4 separate regions of the Zea mays genome follow, and regions 2, 3 and 4 are each linked to region 1. Evidence: chromatin contacts called from public Hi-C data. All regions are on one chromosome and are shown on one strand. Each heading gives the region's core, a stretch centred on a gene start, on an enhancer-like site or on the middle of the called end of the contact. The rest is flanking DNA. Distances are from core to core; before and after follow the strand shown. Region 1 holds the start of LOC100192898. Region 2 holds the start of LOC100274229. Region 3 holds the start of LOC100275414. Region 4 holds the start of LOC100280456.

Region 1 (2,700 bases), core at 139-2,638:
CAGTCAGTTCCAATGCCCTCTAGCATGCAAGGAACACTCTCCGTAGCAATGTTGTCTAGTTGTGTTTTTTGCACGCCAGAAGAATCTCTTTGAGCAAGCCTGTGGTAATTTGAATGCCCCATCTATTAGACACATAGATGTCAATTGCCATGGGTCACACCAATGTTTATTTAGATGGTTATGAAATTACTGGTCGTACCAATTTAGGTCTGTCTAATTGCTACAATGAAGTTATTAGGTATTTGTGTAGTAGTTTTTATATATGATATATTAAGAAAATGAAAAGATACCAAACTATATTCCTTTTTATATCTGTAACATTGTGATCAAAGTTTAGTTTGCCTTGGTCCTTATTATTGTGGCTAAGGCCATGCTCTTTTCTTGTAAATTTTACTTCTAACAAAGACAAACCCCTTTGTTACAGGTTCATCTTGGGTGATGCTTAGTCGATCGTTCCTGGAGTTTTGCTTGCGATGGGACAACCTTCCTCGCACACTACTGATGTATTTCACCAACTTCCTCTCATCCTCAGAGGGCTACTTCCACACAGTGATCTGCAACTCAGAGCACTACCAGAACACCACTGTCAACAGTGACCTGCGGTTCATGGCCTGGGATAAGCCCCCTCTGACGCACCCTGTTAACCTCACAACAGAGCATTTTGATGCGATGGCAAACAACGGGGCGCCATTTGCACACTCTTTCGCCAATGACAATTCAGTCCTGGATATGATTGACGCCAAGTTGTTGGGCCGGGCACCTGGCCGCTTCACCCCGGGTGGATGGTGTTTGGGTAGCTCAGTAGGCGGGAAAGATCCGTGCACCTTCTTGGGAAGATCCTTTATTCTCAGGCCGACCAAAGGTTCGGCCAAGCTAGAGAAGTTGTTGAAACTTTTGGAACCTGATAACTTCAGGCCTAAACAATGTAAATAGGACTCATTTTGCATGTAGCATTTTGTGGGTACTGTTCAGAAGCCAAAGTTTGACGAAATCTTTCTAGTTATTGCGGCAGTTAGGCATACATACAAGTGTGTTGTTGTATACTTGCATCTGGAAAGCTTATCTCAAAAGTGATTTGAGACCATACATGTACTACTGCGGTTTCATCGCTTCCACGGATGTTAAACAACCGATGATAATCAGAGACTTCAGCAATTTTCAGGAAGTCAGTCTTAGGAGATTGTTCGACGTTTTGTTCCTACCCTGTTCCATCTCTTGGAAGTAAAACGCTTCGGTTTGTGCGGCAGATTTTTCATATACATTTTCTCGGCAATATTGGTGAAAATAAAATTCCTGAGCGTTGCAGCATGATTTGAATGGGCTGTGAACATAGCTTTCTCGCAACACCGTCTCTTAATAATAAGGCCCACTCATGTCAAAGTCACTTAAGCCCAACTTGGACATCCACGGTCCAGCTCCAGCTCCAGCCCCACCTTCCAGAAACTGCTCGTACGATCTCAAGAACGCCGCCTCCCCGGTTCCCGCACCCCCGTCGCCGCGCCGGTAGTCTGCCCGTCGCCGTCTCCTCCTCCAGGTACGCGTGGGTCTCGGTGCCTTCACCTCCCCTCCCTTCCCCCGTCATGGCTTACCCCTTCCGGACTTAGCTTCGAGCCGCCGCTGTAAGAATACCCACACATTGATTCCGGTTGCCACTCGGCAGATCTGACCCGCCTGTCAACGTAGTCTGCCGGGAGTCCATCACTGTGCCGGGGCGTTACTCCTCACCGCCGCTGTGTTGCCTCTTCTGCGGGGTTGAGGTATTCCCGCCTGCTGGGACAAGTTTGCTTGCGCCTGCAAGCTGTTCGACCAAATGCTTCTTCGAAGGAAATTAGTCTCTCCCACTTGTTTTCAGCACTGCTATTTTAAAACTAGGAAGAACACCAGAATAGGTAGGAAGAAAATTGCACTATGTCTTGTCAAACAACTTATTATTCGCTGTAACCGAAGCATTTGTGCCTCCCCACCAGAAGCAATTAGTGAAAGCACTCTAACCTTGTTTATCCACGCTTGCGTGCTATAAGTTTGATACTAGTATTCGTCTACAATCGTTCTATCGGTTTAACGCTTCTACCTGTTAGAAATTGGCCCTTGTTATCAGAATCACATTGTCTGATGCTTTGGTTGCTTTGTGCTATTCAAATCAGTATGCTTAAACTGGCTAAACACGTGATGTTCATGTAGTCCATGCCATAGCTAGTAGACATTTATTCAAGCACCATTTGTTCTACTTCTACCTCAGGTTTCTTCAAACATTTCATCTTCCACATTGATTTTTTGCTCCTTGAATAATTGCTCTTCTGTGTGTGTTGTGGTGCTGAGGTGGAATTTATGGATACACGCTGTTGAGCTAATCACACCTATTGGTCAAATCCATGAAGGTGAAGGCGAAGGTGAAGCAGCAGGATGGGTCGGAAGGCCGGTGCTTTGTACATAAACCCAAAGAAGTTTGGTGCTATGGCGAAGCCCTGCATGCCGGAAATGGTTGCCTTCCTCAACTGCCTAGCCTTAAACAAACAGAACGATGACAAGTGCATCAAGCAGAAAGATCTTTTGGTTGCATGCTCTCAGGCTCAGGTTATTATCCACATCACTACTTGTGTTTTGCATCTGTAGCCTTTGTTCTGCCATAGTGTTAAGCTCACATTTTTCTTCTGCTTTGAATGCCTGCTTGTGACGTGATTGCAGAATGGGAGGCCAAAG
Region 2 (2,700 bases), core at 195-2,694, 130 kb after region 1:
CTTCTTGTTGTATTTTATGCTTCCATTAAAAACAGTCTTACTGCGTTTTACGCCAAATTTATGACACTTTTTGATGTGTTTTACAGCAATCTCTTTGCGAAATGAGATTGTGCGCGTGTTTTATACTAAATTTCGTACTCATCTACGTTGTTTTAGCTCACGTTTTACGCTGAAATCATTCGAGCCAGAACCCGCGCACGGTCGGCTGCACGCGATTTTCACGCCGTAATTTTTGGCTCCGTTTGCTGTTACAAAACAGATATAGGATTTACGCTAAATTTCGTACTCATTTACGTTATTTTAGCTCACGTTTTACGCTGGAATCGGCCCGAGCCAGGACCCCGCTCACGATCGACTGCTTAATTTTAGGCCCCATTTGTTGTTACAAAACAGATATAGGATTTACGCTAAATTTCATACTCATTTACGCTGTTTTAGCCCACGGTTTACGCTGGAATCCGCCCGAGCCAGAACCAGAACCACATACTGCATGATTTATACTGTCAAGTACATGTCATTATGTAGTCGTAAACGCTGTCCACAGTGTCATATTCGTTCCACGTGATTCGGGCTTCAAAAGATTCCTTTATGTATGTTTTACGCATCTTTATTCATATATATATGCATTCGTATATTGCGTTACGCTTATCGTCCTAGAATCTTGGCTGTTGACTGCATGGCTGACGCAAGCACGCGGGTGCTGAGTCGACCGCGTCCTGACTGGGGCTTCCATTAGTAGGGGAAGCCCAGGGCTTCCATTACCTCTTCCATATATATATATATATATATATATATATATATATATATATATATATATATATATATATATATATATATATATATATATACCTGAGCGGACGCCTCCACTTAAATTTTAAGTTGAGATCGCCCTTACTGTTGGACACAGACTAAAGAGTCGTTCACGAACTGACGACCACGCATCGCACCGAGAGTCTAAGACAACCAAGTCACAAATAGAGGTGTAAATGGTTAGAATATTATTCGTTCGTATTTGAATTCGATTCGTCTAGAAGAGCTTAGATCCAATACGTATCCGAGTATGTGTACTTAGTATCTGATCCATATCCGATCTTTATCAGTATTCATATTCTCAAAGTTAAATAAGATATTGATATGCATTGAAATTTTATCCGATATAATTTAATAATATCTATATTCAATCTAAATTTAAAGAGAAAATAGGGAAAGCATATGGAACAAGTAATGCTCGTGTCCCATCCGATTACACCCTAGTCACGAGCGGTTCGCGGTCGGACGGGGTGCAAGTGTGCAACTTATGCACCAACAGGCAACTGGGCCCTTGCGTCCAAGCAGCAGGGAGGTCTAGCACCCCATTGGCCCATCGGCCCATTGGCCGTCTACTCATCCTGCCGCACTGCCCCATTGTGTCTGCGACTGCGAGTGCGCATCCTTCGTCCTTCCCCTTCCCAGCCGCCCTCTCCCCCCCTCTCCCGGTCGCCTCTAACGTCGCTGGTGACTCACGAAGACCTCCATCGACGGCGGTGAAACTGGGGCCGACTTCTGGAGGGTTTGACTTGTTGGATACAGCGCTGGCTCTTCCAATCGCCGGGTGCTCTCTGCCACTCTGTCTTGCGGAGCCCTCACCGCGGAAACCAGTTGGTGCGCGTGGCCATGGCGGTGGCGAAGGTCAAATCGGTCGCCCTCTCCGTCAGTCACAAGTGCCGGGTACTGCTCGCGAGCAATATCAGCGACCGTTTCGCACCTCACTTAGCTACTGCTGTTCTTTCTCTTACTTCCCTCGCCCCTGGTTTCGCAGAACATCTTGGCCGCCGGTTGGGAAGCCCACCTCAACACTGTCAAGGCTGACAACAAGGGAAGGTGCGTACGCTCGTATCTTATCATTTCATCTGTGTATTTGTGCGCATAAGGTCTCAACGGTAAGAGCTGTTTGTCCTGATTGTTTTTTTTTTTGTTGGGGGTGCTATACTGCTATTGGGCAGCAAGAATGAGATTTACACGTCGAGGGTGCACTACATGATCCATAAGGGCACGCCCTACTTGATTGTCCCCGAGAACGACATGCACAACATTGTAAAACTCTTAATTCTTCATTTACTTATGGTGTTCGGTAAATAGTAGTTGCTGTTCAAACTGCATTAAAATTTGTTGCTTGTGTGGAATCTTGTGTTTGATAGAACATTATAATCGATGAGCGGGGGTCTCTTGCAGTATTCAGTCCGATCCGTGGCCGAGTTGCGAGCTTATTGAAGCCATCGAAGGTCCTTCTCTATGAATTTCAACTTGATGCCTTTGAATTTGTTGCTCGTTTGCTTTTCTCGCATCGCTTGTACAAGCACTTTAGTCTTGTTGTTGAATACAGACACCTCCTCGTGTTGCTATGACTGGTGATGTTCTGCGCCTGAAAGACTCAAAGGTAAACTTGTTCTGCAGTCACCCTGCATGCATAAACATGCTCCATTGCTTACTATTGGTAGTAAGGTGATGCCGACTAATCTTTATGTACTGTGCTTAAGGTTCCAATTATTGCCGATAGCCTGAAGCAAACTATTCTGAAGGAACATGAAGCTGCTAGTAAAGCTAGTTATGGAGTGTCAGCAATACTGTCTTCGGCAGGTGCTACCTGCAGGTCCCGGAGTGAGGGCCTCCTTAGTCTACTCAGTGAGGAGAGCTCTTACAACATCTTAAAATTTGACATAG
Region 3 (2,700 bases), core at 79-2,578, 200 kb before region 1:
AAAATGTCGTTGAATTGCATACTGCAATTCCAATAATTTGCAGTGTGTATATATATTTAGATAAAAGATAGCACTTATGTGCTTCCGATCGTACCTGTCATTACTGTCCATGCTTGTTTGCGGACCTTGAGTCTGCTGACGCTCATCACTGATAAATTACAGAGAAATCGGTGAGATTAAAATGGCGATAGAACGAACAAATTGCACCGAATTCCAAGGTCCCTCTGCCAGTACTGTACCTGCCATTGCCATTATTTGTTAGGGGACCTTGAGTTCGTGTTTGTTGCCCCTCGGTCGAATTTGCTTGGAAGAGCAAAACGAAAACCACTTGGATGAGAATGCACACGGCAACAGCACCAACAAGAGCGCTCACATAGATGGTCGTGTCGATCTGGCGGCTGCTGCCGGCAGCATACGCCCCCAGGAGGCTGATGAGCGTGACGGCGATGAAGCCGTAGATCTCGTAGGAGCGCACCTTCTGGCTGAAGCAGAGCTTCTTCTCCAGGAGCATGACGAGGATGAGCAGGGACGCGACGAACGCCGTGGTGTTGCAGACGAAGAAGGCCTTGAGGCGCGCGTCGTGGGGCCCTCCCTTGAGGATCGCGTCGCCCGGGCGGTGGCCGTCCTCGGAGTGGTCCCAGAAGCCGCCCGGCGCGCTGAGGCCGGCGACGTACGTGACGCTCGCGGCGAACGTGGCGAGGAGCATGAGCACCTTGCGGAGCCGCTCCGGCGCGCTCTGCCCCCTCTTGTCCTCGGCCGCCGGCGCCCTCGAGGCCAGGGCCAGGTGGGCCACGAGGTAGGCGACGACGCCGGCCGACAGCACCAGGGAGTAGACCGCCGTGAGCGTGTCCCGGAACGTCCCCGCCGCGTAGGCGCCCATGAGGCTGAGCAGGTCCAGCACCATGACGGCCCGGAGGACGCCGAGCAGCGGCGCGAGCATGGTGATTCCCCCGTTGTCGTGCAGCACGGACAGGATGAGGACGAGGACGATGACCACGAGCGACGAGGCGAAGGCGGTGGCGTTGCTGTAGAAGAAGGACAGGTAGCGGGCGTAGTTCGTGTCGCGGATGATGGGGTCGCCGGCGATGCGGTCGACGGCGGGGTCGGCAGTCTGCCAGACGCCGCCTGGGGGGTTGAACCCCGCACCGTACGTCACCGTGGCCACCAGCGTGGCCAGCAGCAGGAGATACTTGCGCAGACTGTACTCCCACGACTCATCGCTGCCGCCTGGCTTCGCCATGGCCGGCCAGCACAGCCGCCCAACTCGCCTCTCGGCTCTGGGCTCTCGGCCTCGGGTGCGGCTGACGGCTGCAGCCTGCAGCTCTAGCTACTGGATGCTGAAACGTGCGTGCTGATTGGGAGTTTCCCTTTTTTTTTTTATATGGCTTTTCAGCGACGACTTGACCTCGCGTGCGGCGTGCTGAAGACTGGATGGTGCCACGAAACTTCACCAGTTCACCCCCCACTCCCCAGCGGGCAGCCGGACACAAGCCGTGTCGTTGACGTGGAATAGGAGGCTATAGGTCGTCGGAACCTGACAGGAGTTGTCCTGAGCCACCGGGACAATTGTGTGACCACTGCCAGTCTGCCACCATGTCAGCAAACCGTATTAGGAAAAGCATATCCTACTTTAGATATTAACGACTTATTGCGGTAACACCAACGTCCTCGAAAGTAACAACGAATAAACAGTGCAGACGACCACGTCCAATTTCCTTTTGGAGTACAAGTGACAAGAGGCATGGGGTAGGTGTGGGCTAAGCGACTGGGACAGCTCAAAGCGCTGCACATAAAACCAAATTCAGTTCTGCGTATTATTATTTTTAAAAATCAAATATTATATAATCATTGGATCCAAAATGACAAAAAAAAACTCTGAATCTAAAGGCCAGATCTACCCAAAAAAATTGTTCACAAAAATATTAGATTTGTACATCCCCATGGTCACGGAGTTTCTTTTCTTCCCTCCCGATGCCATCCCACGCCACGTGCGGTCCGCCCCCAACGCTGGCTCGCGCACGGCCGCACCGCTCGGTCCTGACCGCCCTCGTGCGCCTCTCTCGTGTAGCGCCGGCGAACCCCTTCCTTGCTGCACTGGCGAGCCTTCCCTGCCGCGCAGCCATGGACGCCGACGGCCGCGCTGGACGGTGGACCGACCAGCCGCAGCATTAGGCAAGCCGCACGACCAGCCACAGCATCAGGCGAGCCGCGCGAGCACAGGTGGGAGTGAGAGAAAAGAGACGAAAAAAATAGATATCTGTCACTGAGAAGGAGAAAAAAAAAGGAAGAAGAGAAAAAAAAGAGTAAGATGACCGAGAAGACATATCACAATATCTATATTTTAATTTCTCTTCTACTTACAATGTGTTTTGTAGTATATTTATTGAAGTCTACTGATGACAACAGGCTATAAAAAGATCGAGACCCTGACTCCATGTGTTAGATCTTTAAATACCATTTATATGGAAAGCAGCGGAACAAGTGGGATTCATATATAAGACTCGACTTGTATAGTGCTATAGCAACGCGTAATAACTTTTCCACCACCGGAAGAAATATTTTCCCAAGAATGGTATACTTAAGCCATGTTTAGAATAGTTCCAACTCTAAAAAATTCGGTAGAGTTAGTAGAGCAGGTCATTATGTGCTCTAGAAAATTATGAAGATAGAATTATAAGGCTTTAGAAGACATTTAGATAA
Region 4 (2,700 bases), core at 198-2,697, 140 kb before region 1:
TGGTAGCCACACCTTGATGATAGAAGCCTCCTCCTTGACAGGTTGAAACACTTCCTTCAAACAAGCTGAAAACATATGTTGAAACTCTAACCGCAACGACTCGGCCAAAGGGGTGACCAAGGAATGAAGGTGCAAAGGTGTCGAGGCAAGAGAGGCACAACACCAACGACAAACATGATCGTCGTCCTCACCACGGAAACCGATGGTTGAGAAGCCGACGGGGGATTGAGATGTCCATGTGATTGAGACTTGGCGACGGTGTCAGCTGACAACAACGTACTTGGCGAAGACTTGGCCACTACCTCAGTACTCCAAGTCCCTGATTGTTCAGGATGATCACATTGGACAGAGGACTTAACTCGACGAGCACGAGAGGAAGACCGAAAGTGACAATGCCGCTCCTGATGACCAAGGCAGCGACACCGAATGCAACGGAAGAAAGTTCTTGCGTGAGCTAACTTGGTGATCATGTGCGAGGTAGCGATAACACCTGGCCGAGCCCACCTCTCGAAGTCAAAGCTCCTCTTTGACTTGCTCTTTGCAACAACATCCGATGACATTGGCAATATGGTCTGAAGAGGGAGTACTTTTGACGACGACGTGTCCGGTGATAACGGGTAGCCCAGATGACGGCTCCTGCTAGAGACGAGGCCTCTGTTAGCACTAAGATCGGCCACTGTCATCGATGACGGTAGCCAATCTAGGTAGGAGTGCGGCCCTACATGAAGGGACATGCGCTCGAGAACGAGCACTCGGCGAGCTCGAACGGTGGGCTTGAGGCCGGGCAGATGCTCTCCTTCCACTCTGGTGTCTTGCTCTCCTTCCACGAGCTGAGCGCAGATGAATGGCGGAGTGGCAATACTGGGTCTCCTTCCTCGAGCTTGATGGCCCAGCGGAGGAGCGAGCACATGCTGTAGCCCCCAATCTGGGGTTGGGACTTGGGAGGGTGGAGGAACTGATCTGAACAAGCATGGATCTGGCTGGAGATAGGTGGTGACGAGTACCATGCGTTGACGGCAGCAGAGAGTCGACAACCGGCGCGCGGGGACAAGTCGGCCTTACCTGCGAAGTCGTCCCGGACGGCAACAGCAGCATGCTCCCGGCCCCGGCGGTGGCGGCGAAAATAGCGAGATGATGCACTAGACGCAGCCTGTACACGGGGCACGGAGGGGCGTAGTTGTTAAAGTATGCCGCTGCAGCTAGTATTTGTCTCAGCGCAGTTTTCTAGCTAGCTAAAAATAGTTGAAGAAATATACATACATGAATCGGAAAGGAAATCGTACACAGGATTACCTAATATGTCGCATGTGACACCGAGGCACCGAGTAACGGTGACAACGTGGAAGCTAGCGGGCATCTCGCCGCTTGCATGCGTGCCACCTCGTCCCACGCCGTGGAACCTGCCGCCCGCGTGCATAAAAGGGCGGGGCAGGGGGCTCAGGCCGTCTGGACTCTGGACTGGAGGGCACCAAGCTAACATTTAGTTGCAAAGGAGCGCTAGGAAGAAGAAGCAACGAGCCATGGCCTCCGGTGGCCCGAAACCCAAACTGGCCTACATCATCTTGTACGTGAGGGACGTGGAGAAGGCCGCCTCCTTCTACGACGCCGCCTTCGGCTACACCGTCCGCCGCCTCGACCAGTCCCGCAAGTAAAACGCGTGCGCGCGCGCCTGTGCCCGCCTGATCCGGATGCGCGCCTAATCTGCCGCATCTGCGCGCCTTTCTGGGTTTACTTTGCAGGTGGGCGGAGCTGGAGAGCGGGGCGACGACCATCGCGTTCACGCCGCTGCACCAGCGGGAGACGGACGAGCTGTCGGGGGCGGTGCAGCTGCCGGACTCGTCGGCCGCCGGGAGGGGCTCCGTAGAGGTCTGCTTCGCCTACGCGGACGTCGACGCGGCGTACAAGCGCGCCGTGGACAACGGGGCCGTGGCCGTGAGCGCGCCGGAGGACAAGCCCTGGGGCCAGAAGTCCGGCTTCGTGCGGGACATGGACGGCAACATCGTGCGCATCGCGAGCTACGTGCGAGAGTAGTCGCATTCCGCTGCATCACCATCGGTCGATCGATCAGCCTTTCCCATGCATGTCTCGTATACTACACGTCTACACGTGTACCAAAAAAATAAATATAATCGTTGTGCAGGTCATGTTTGTCTTGGGAGAGGTAGGACCGTGGAAGATGTAAATGGAACCGTGGAGCAGTGAATACAAAAAGCGCCATCTCGTCCCTGTTTCCATTGATCTGTACAATTAATGAATAGAGACTTCTAAATCCGTGTCTTAGTTCTTATATTTCTTCAAATACAATGGTAGAAAAATATATACTTATATTTGTTTCAAATATAATGTATATTTGTTTCAAATATAATGGTAGACTAGTCGGTTGACCGTGCGTTGCGACGGCATACAACAATACCCACGTAAACTATCCATAAAAAAATTCAAGAATTTTTATTGATTGTCTCCGCCCACGTAAACTATCCATAAAAAAATTTAAGATTTTTTATTGATTGTCTTCATTCTCTGTATAATATATTTTTTGATTTGGCTAACTGATGTTATTATTTATTTCATGCAAATATGTCTTGGTACAACACGGTCAATGAAGTGAGCGATTATAAGAGAGTTCACAACGATTAACTGAATGAACATAGATTATAAAATGACATAATTCCATCATACAGAGTCCAAATAAGAGAGTTT

What was found. A called contact is a pair of places that touch in the nucleus more often than the background predicts.
Region 2: a Hi-C map of leaf shows a contact between it and region 1, with 4 times the contacts expected there. The contact joins the promoter of LOC100274229 here to the promoter of LOC100192898 in region 1. A contact is called at or near these places in 5 of 25 Hi-C or Micro-C datasets (ear, leaf and an unstated tissue).
Region 3: a Hi-C map of leaf shows a contact between it and region 1, with 2.4 times the contacts expected there. The contact joins the promoter of LOC100275414 here to the promoter of LOC100192898 in region 1. A contact is called at or near these places in 10 of 25 Hi-C or Micro-C datasets (bundle sheath, ear, endosperm and 3 more).
Region 4: a contact with region 1 is called in a Hi-C map of leaf, with 6 times the contacts expected there. The contact joins the promoter of LOC100280456 here to the promoter of LOC100192898 in region 1. A contact is called at or near these places in 6 of 25 Hi-C or Micro-C datasets (bundle sheath, ear, leaf and 1 more).

Annotation. Positions count from the first base shown.
Region 1 is chr1:41,164,332-41,167,031 of Zm-B73-REFERENCE-NAM-5.0, reverse strand. It overlaps LOC100192898, which reads left to right and starts at 1,388. Exons shown (of 3, transcript NM_001350997.1): 1 at 1,388-1,534; 2 at 2,379-2,574; 3 at 2,686-2,700. The coding sequence starts at 2,404. It overlaps LOC103634466 (beta-glucuronosyltransferase GlcAT14A), which reads left to right. Exons shown (of 5, transcript XR_004853117.1): 5 at 425-1,086.
Region 2 is chr1:41,033,023-41,035,722 of Zm-B73-REFERENCE-NAM-5.0, reverse strand. It overlaps LOC100274229, which reads left to right and starts at 1,444. Exons shown (of 9, transcript NM_001148600.1): 1 at 1,444-1,707; 2 at 1,799-1,860; 3 at 1,983-2,073; 4 at 2,178-2,261; 5 at 2,363-2,416; 6 at 2,517-2,700. The coding sequence starts at 1,654.
Region 3 is chr1:41,366,268-41,368,967 of Zm-B73-REFERENCE-NAM-5.0, reverse strand. It overlaps LOC100275414, which reads right to left and starts at 1,328. Exons shown (of 6, transcript NM_001367377.1): 1 at 240-1,328; 2 at 95-148. The coding sequence starts at 1,240.
Region 4 is chr1:41,299,679-41,302,378 of Zm-B73-REFERENCE-NAM-5.0, reverse strand. LOC100280456 reads left to right here and starts at 1,447. Exons shown (of 2, transcript NM_001153376.1): 1 at 1,447-1,648; 2 at 1,740-2,234. The coding sequence starts at 1,521. The coding sequence ends at 2,031.